2 separate regions of the Ovis aries genome follow, and region 2 is linked to region 1. Evidence: chromatin contacts called from public Hi-C data. All regions are on one chromosome and are shown on one strand. Each heading gives the region's core, a stretch centred on a gene start, on an enhancer-like site or on the middle of the called end of the contact. The rest is flanking DNA. Distances are from core to core; before and after follow the strand shown.

What was found. A called contact is a pair of places that touch in the nucleus more often than the background predicts.
Region 2: a Hi-C map of muscle shows a contact between it and region 1, with 2.7 times the contacts expected there. The contact joins the promoter of LSM10 here to the promoter of TRAPPC3 in region 1. A contact is called at or near these places in 2 of 16 Hi-C or Micro-C datasets (hypothalamus and muscle).

The regions. Positions count from the first base shown.
Region 1 is chr1:11,052,705-11,056,095 of ARS-UI_Ramb_v3.0, forward strand. TRAPPC3 (trafficking protein particle complex subunit 3) reads right to left here and starts at 1,679. Exons shown (of 6, transcript XM_042245486.2): 1 at 1,537-1,679.
Region 2 is chr1:11,244,487-11,247,858 of ARS-UI_Ramb_v3.0, forward strand. It overlaps LSM10 (LSM10, U7 small nuclear RNA associated), which reads right to left and starts at 2,090. Exons shown (of 2, transcript XM_004001804.6): 1 at 1,876-2,090; 2 at 1-386. The coding sequence starts at 371. The coding sequence ends at 3. LOC132657390 (a long non-coding RNA gene) reads left to right here and starts at 2,027. Exons shown (of 2, transcript XR_009595478.1): 1 at 2,027-3,372.

The sequences.
Region 1 (3,391 bases), core at 429-2,928:
CATATATGATGTCCCTTGCATTTTACACTGTTATCTCACTTAATCCTAGAAAGGCATTATTTCCCCATTGTATAGATAAGTAAACTGAGGACCAATCAGGATTCCAACAAATATCCATGCTTTTTACAATACATCAGGGGTCACCAACCTCTGGGATCTAAGGCCTGATGATCTGAGGTGGAGCTGATGTAGTAACAGAAATAAAGTGCACAATTATGTAACGCGCTTGAACCATCCCCAAATCACCTGCACCCCACGCCCCATGGAAAACTGGCCTCCATGAAACTGGTTCCTAACTCCAAAAAGGTTGGGGACCGCTAACCTGCATGACACTGCTGCCTAGCAAAACACTCTTCTTCCTTTTTCTTCTTATTTCCTCCAAAACAGGAATTCTTAACCTATGATTCACAGAGTATTTTCGGGGGCCCACAAGTTCCCCCTAAATGTAAGTAAATGTCTGTTTATGTTTGTCTATTTACTATTCCTGGGGAGGTCCACAGCTATTATCTACTTTTCAAAGAGATCCGACAGAGGAAAAGTACAGTACTACTCTGGAGTAACAGGGCCTCCTGCTGCCCATATTTGGTGGCTGTTCCTGGTATAAGATACAAAGGTGTAATGGAAGTTGTCATCTTTTGTAGAGCTGAGTGTCAACAAAAGGCCGCAGATCTGCCCTGCATGCGACCTTCAATAACTCAGTTTGTAAATCAGAAAATAAAGACAAATGGGCAATTCTAGAGGAAGTAAGAAGATGCCAAAGAAAAGAAACACCTGTCAAGAAATCCCCTTAGTTTGGAGAAAAACATCATCCACTTTACTTTCCAGGCCAGCCCCCATCGGCAGCCAAACTTTCTAGGATAGATGGTGTCCTACTATTTCCAGGACAAGAAAGGAGCCTGTCCACCTTCACCAGAGGGGGACCACTTACGGTCTACTCTGGCCCACCCCCTTACTCTCTTGCTTTCTGGTTAAATCAGTACCTGAGCATCTCACAATGCCCACGGCACAATGTGGGAGACATTATAGTCCAGTAGTCTGAAGCATTAGCTTTGAAGTCAGAGAGACACGGGTTCAAATCCTAACTCGTCTTAGCTGTAAATAGGGGCAAGTTATGCAACCTCTGAGTTTTGAAACGGCGATTTTATCATCCACCTGACGAGTTATTTTGCTGGTTAAATGAGATAATAGACGTAAAGTGCTTGGCCCAGCGCCTAATGCAGCAAGAGAGCAACAGTGGGAGCTACTATTATCGTCGCCGTCGTTGTTGGTCTCGTACCCAATCGCACTCAGGTGGCGGGGGAAGAGGTCTTCGAGCTCCTCCAGCGGCCCTCCAACCTGCCCCGCACCCGGCACGCTCCCAGAGCTAGTCTCCGCTCTCGACCCACCAATGAGCCCCTTTCTTCCCTCCAGCGGAACCACTCCCTCCCAGGGCTGGTAGAAGGCGCCTTTCCAGTTGAGACTTGCACCCCGCGCTGGGCCCCTTCCCCAGAACACCTCCATTCCGCCCCACCCGCCGAGGTCACACGCTCCGGTTACCATTTTCTTGCTCTCGGTGCCACGGTTCGCCTGCCTCGACATGGTGCCAGCCGCCTTACCCTGCCTCGCCACAGACCCACTCGGCAACCCCTCCCAACACTGCTCGACCCAGCTCGCTGCCCCCTCAGCGTTAAGGATTGACCGGCACCGACTCACCGCGCCTGCGCAGCTGGCCGCGGGGCACCACGGGATTCGTAGTCCGGCAGACGAGGGTTCTTCCCGCCCAATAAACGCCGGACCACAGCACCCAACAGCCCCACTGGCAACACCGCCCCTTAGTGCAGCCCGACTACAACTCCCAGAATGCTCCGCGCACAGAGGACTCTTGTAACATGGCTCCCTATCGCCTGGTTTATGGCCGCTGGGTGGCGTCCGCAGCTTGCAGTAATCCTGTATCATCCACACAGTTCTTTCCCACCCTGCCTAATCGTCACTCTGATGCTCCGCAAATTCCTCCCGCCAGGGATGGTCTTGGAAAGTCCCTCTTTCAAACTAGCTTCTTCCGCTGTTGCTGCAATTCAGAGGCAGAAGCTCCCAGGATGTCCCAGAAAATTGGCCATGGCTCCTACACAGATCTGGCTGCTGCTTTACAAAAATATTTGATGACCACCTACTATGTGACAAGTATTTCACCAGTGACTTTCTCTTCGAACCGTCATCTGTCCCCAAACCCCAAAGGCAGCGAGCACCTGCATCCTACCACCGTGGCTTCCTGATGAAATATCCAGTCTGATAAAGTTCAGGTCAATTTCTCCCTCTCTCTTCCCTAGAACAAGACTGGTTCCCAGAAAAGAAAGATCACGTTGGTAGCAGCCGGTTCTGGATTTTAATCCTAGCTTTGCCATTTTAGGCAAATTGCTGGCTCTCTTGGTTGTTGTGAAGGTCGGTGAGACATGTATGCAGAGCACTTGGCACAAAGTAAACGTGCATTCCCTTTCTTTCAGCCACTCTGAAAGCACAGCCCTGCAAACAGGCCCCAGAAATACGAGGGGAATGAGCGGGCCACACCCTCACCCATCACCAAAGGGAAGTCCTACCGTCCCTGACCATAGTTCTTTGGTTTCAGCTCCAACCATCCCTGCCTGGCTAGTCAGTTCTGAGAGGACTGTGCTGAGTCCCTGAGCCCCGTCTTCTGATTTAGGCCTGGTAGCCTGACTCTGGCAGCTGCATTCTAGCCCCTAGTCTTCACCATGACAACCAGCCCGACCAGACTTGAGCCATCCTGGCTGGGGAAGGCTGGGGGGCCCAAGCTGCTCAGCCTGAAAACCAGTACCCAAGATTCCCCCAGTCTGTCCCTCTCGGTGCAGAACCAATTATTATTTTACTCTTCTCCTGTGGCACAGACATGCTGGGGACTCTCTAGAGGCAGTGACCTTTGACTCTGTCCTGTGTCAGTGCCTGGGCTGAGGGCTCTGGGAAGGAACATGAGGGTCAGTTGGGGGTGGGGATGAGAGAGCAGGGGTGGGCTAGCCCTCAGAGGCCAGCAAAGTTAGAGAAGAACCTCCTGCATTCCCAGGAGAGAGGACAGCTGAGGTGAAAGCTGCAGTTGGCTGGCCTGTCTGTTGGTCTGGGCTCCTCCCTGCCGGCTGCCCTTGGCTGCCCACAGAAACCTGAGTCACAGTCACAGCCAGCCGCTCGACCCCACCCAGCCTGCTGTCAGGCCAGGCGGAGCCTCTCCCTGCCCATCTTACAGCCTCTTGAGATTCTTCCCCTCTCTGCCTGTGATTCCTCCTTTTGGCTTCTTTTTCTTTGGGACTCCTCCTCCAAGGGAGAGTCAGCAGTCCTGAATCAAGGGTGGGGGCGGGGTCCTTTCCAGGCTAGTCTAAAAGATCTCCTGGCTCCTTAGTAACTTCTT
Region 2 (3,372 bases), core at 840-3,339, 190 kb after region 1:
ACTTAAGAGTTTTTGGAGGGAAATTCCTGCCGGCCTTGCCCCTTGCTGCCAAAGTAACGCACCCGATGGATGACCTGCAGCTGCTGCTCAATGGTTGCGGTAATGTTCACGTTGTCGGGGATGTGGACGTAACGGACGTTCCGGCCTGTCACGAAGAGGTCGTCCAGCTCCACCTGATGCCCCCAACGGTCTGTGTAGGTGACCTGGGCCAGGCGGATGTTCATGAAAGCATCGACGTTGTCTATGCGTCCGTGGGCCACGCTCTCATCCCGCAGGTCCACGGTGGTGACCTGGCCCTGGAGGCCCTGCAGCAGGATGATCAGGCTGTTCTCGGAGATGGTCCGCTCCTTCACCGAGTGGCTCACCTCCATTCTTCCACGCTTGCTCTGGGAGGGGCACACACAGGGGAGCTGAAGCAGGCTAAGGAGTATGGGTGCTAACTCACTGATGTCAGCTTTTAGCACAAAGTCCCCAGCCCAGACTTCCCTAACTCTGTCCACCTCCTCAATTTTTATGCCTACAGAGTGCCCTTAGGTGCTTTCTTGGACACACCTTATAGAATCCTCACAACACCTTGCAAACCAAGGATCACTTACACTCACTTTATAAACAAGGAAAATTGGGCCAGGAGATGTTAAGTAACTGGCCCAAGGTGCTGGGATTCGAATCCATGGCTGCCCAGCTCCAATTCCGACACCAAGGGTTCTGAACCCTCATTGTGAGAATCACGCAGTGAGTTTCTGGTCGCCACACCCAGAGGTTCTGATTCATTTGGTCAGGGGTGGGGCCCAGGTACCCTATTCTGTAAAAGCTCCCCAGGTAATTCTAATGTGCATCTAAACGCAGAGACAATGCATAGACAAGGAGTTTGAGAACCACTCCTCTAAAGTGTAGTTTACACCCTTGCTGCTCAAAATATGGTCTGTGGACCAGCAGTTTCAGCATCACCCAGGTACTTGTTTTGGAATGCAGAATCTCCAGGCTTTCCCCAGATCTACCGAAAGAAGCTGCATTTTAACATGACCCCTAGATGAATCGCTTCACCAGTTTTCAGACATTAGTGTGCATCAGAATCACCTGCAGGAGGGGTTAAATGACCCGCCCCCACCCCACCACCACCACCCCGGCCTTTCTAACTCAGTCCGTTTGAGGTGGAGCCCAAGAATGTGCATTTCTAACATATTCTCAGCTGATGCTGATATTGCTGGTTTAGGGCCCACTGAGAATGACTGGTCCACCCGATGCTGCAGCTATGTAACCAGGAATTTAGACAACTGTAAAAAAAGGAAATGGTAGCGTATATGGCACATAGGTATTGAAGGCAGAGAAATTTGGAGGTTGGAATCCCCACTCCACCCACACTCTGTAGACCTAGGCCAGTTACTTAACGTCTCTGAACCTGTTTCCCCGTCTGTTAAACCAACAGGTGAAGTTAACAGGTTCTCACCACGCTGAGTGTATCTTCCTTTGCTTTCAACACGCTCGGATGCTATATTAATGGGGGGTGGATAATGTCTTACCCACCCCCCATTTTCAGACCTTGAGTGCCAGGTGTTTGAATTTCTTAAGACTTCACTCAGGATCCCGATAGGGCTGTGCAGGGTGGCATGAAGTGTGACAAGCTAGCTACCCACTCCACTGACAAGGTGCTAGGAGTTGGGCCGGAAGACTCTTAACCGACCCCACCCAGGTTTCACCAGGCATATCCGCTCAAACGGGGGTTTCGGGGAGCACAGTGACTGCAAAGAGGCAGGTCTGGGCCGGAGGACGGGGCTCGGTTACTTCCTTAGAGTGTCGACCTCGAGAAAGCCACTTGGCTTCTTCAAACCTGTTAGACAGTCGCTAGAGTGGGGATGGTGACGACCCTTTACTCACAGAGCGTGGGAGTGGGCTTGGGAAGAGGAGCTAAGCTCAGCAACCGGGAGGAAGACGCTGGCCCCGCTCCCGCCGCCTCCGTGGTTCCAGGCTCGCTCGCGCTCCGCCCCTGGCTCCCCAGGCCCGCCGCGCGAGTTCCTTCCGCTGTCCCGCTGCACGTCGCCGCCGAAACTAGCGGGCGCCTAGCCGGGCGGCCTCCCTCTCGCTGCCGGATTAGGACGCCAAGGCAACCGCGGGGCCGCTCGGTCCTTCCGGAGCGTCGAGAGCGCGGCAGAGCGCAGAGCTGGCGTCCCCCGCGGCGGGCCCGGAACTACAATCCCCAGAATGCCTCGCGGGCTCGAGACGCCCTCCTGCTGCCCGACCGACGTCGCTGGATTCTCTTCTTTGGAGTCATTCTTTCATTCAGCAAATGAAACAATAGCTTCCCTGGCGGCTCAGTCGGTAAAGAGTCCATCCTGCAATGGAGGAGACCTGGGTTCGAACCCTGGGTTGGGAAGATCCCCTTCTGGCAACTCACTCCAGTATTCTTGCCTGGAGAATCCCACGGACAGAGGAGAGTGGCAGGCTACAGCCCGTGGGGTAGCAGAGTCGGACACGACTGAGCGACTTTGATTTTCACCTCTTTACCATCTGGGCCACGCCCCTTCAAGGTTTGAGTGACCTTCATTAATGTGTGACAGCACCTGGCACACTGGAGCAGCCCCATGACTTAGGCCTAGGTCGTTCCTTTACCCTCTCGTTTACAGGTTTCAACCTCTCTCAGAAACCATCCCTTTTTCATCCTTCACCACAGCTGGCCTCTTCTTATTCTAAAAATAGAAAATGTCTTTCTCCTCCCTGGCAGCTACGCTGTTTTCCTACCTTCCACAGCTGAACTTCTCAGGAGAGGCCTCTATATCAGTGATTCTGCAATTGGGAGTTCTTTTTCCAATCCCATTTCTACGTGAGACTGGATTTTCTTCTTCTTGTGGTGGTGGTGGTGGTGGTGTAGTTGCTAAGTCGTGTCGGACTCTTGCAACCTGTAGCCCGCCAGGCTCCTCTGTCCATACTGCTTCTCAGGCAAGAATACTGGAGTGCAGTGCCATTTCCTTATCCATTTCTTCCCCTACTTCAGCCAAACCAACATAGCACAGTGGGCTGAACGCAGAAGCAGACATGAGAATCTGTCTTCTAGTAGGACAGACATTGAACAGATTTGCAAAAATATAAAGCAGTGTCACTCTTCTCACCAAATTAAAAAAATATATAGTTATTTTAAAATAAAAATATGATAATGGGTCTGTTATTGTTATTTAAAAGGGAATTAATATTAAAATCTTATCTCAATTTCATATATATGTGATTACTATATATATATATCCCACATAAACAAATACTTTAGCTTTCAGTAATTTTTAAAGAGTACAAAAGGGTTTTGAGACTGAAAATTTGAGAACAGCTGCTCTATCCTGAGGGCTTTCACCTACTCACTCAACTCACTGTAATCTGGCTTCTTCT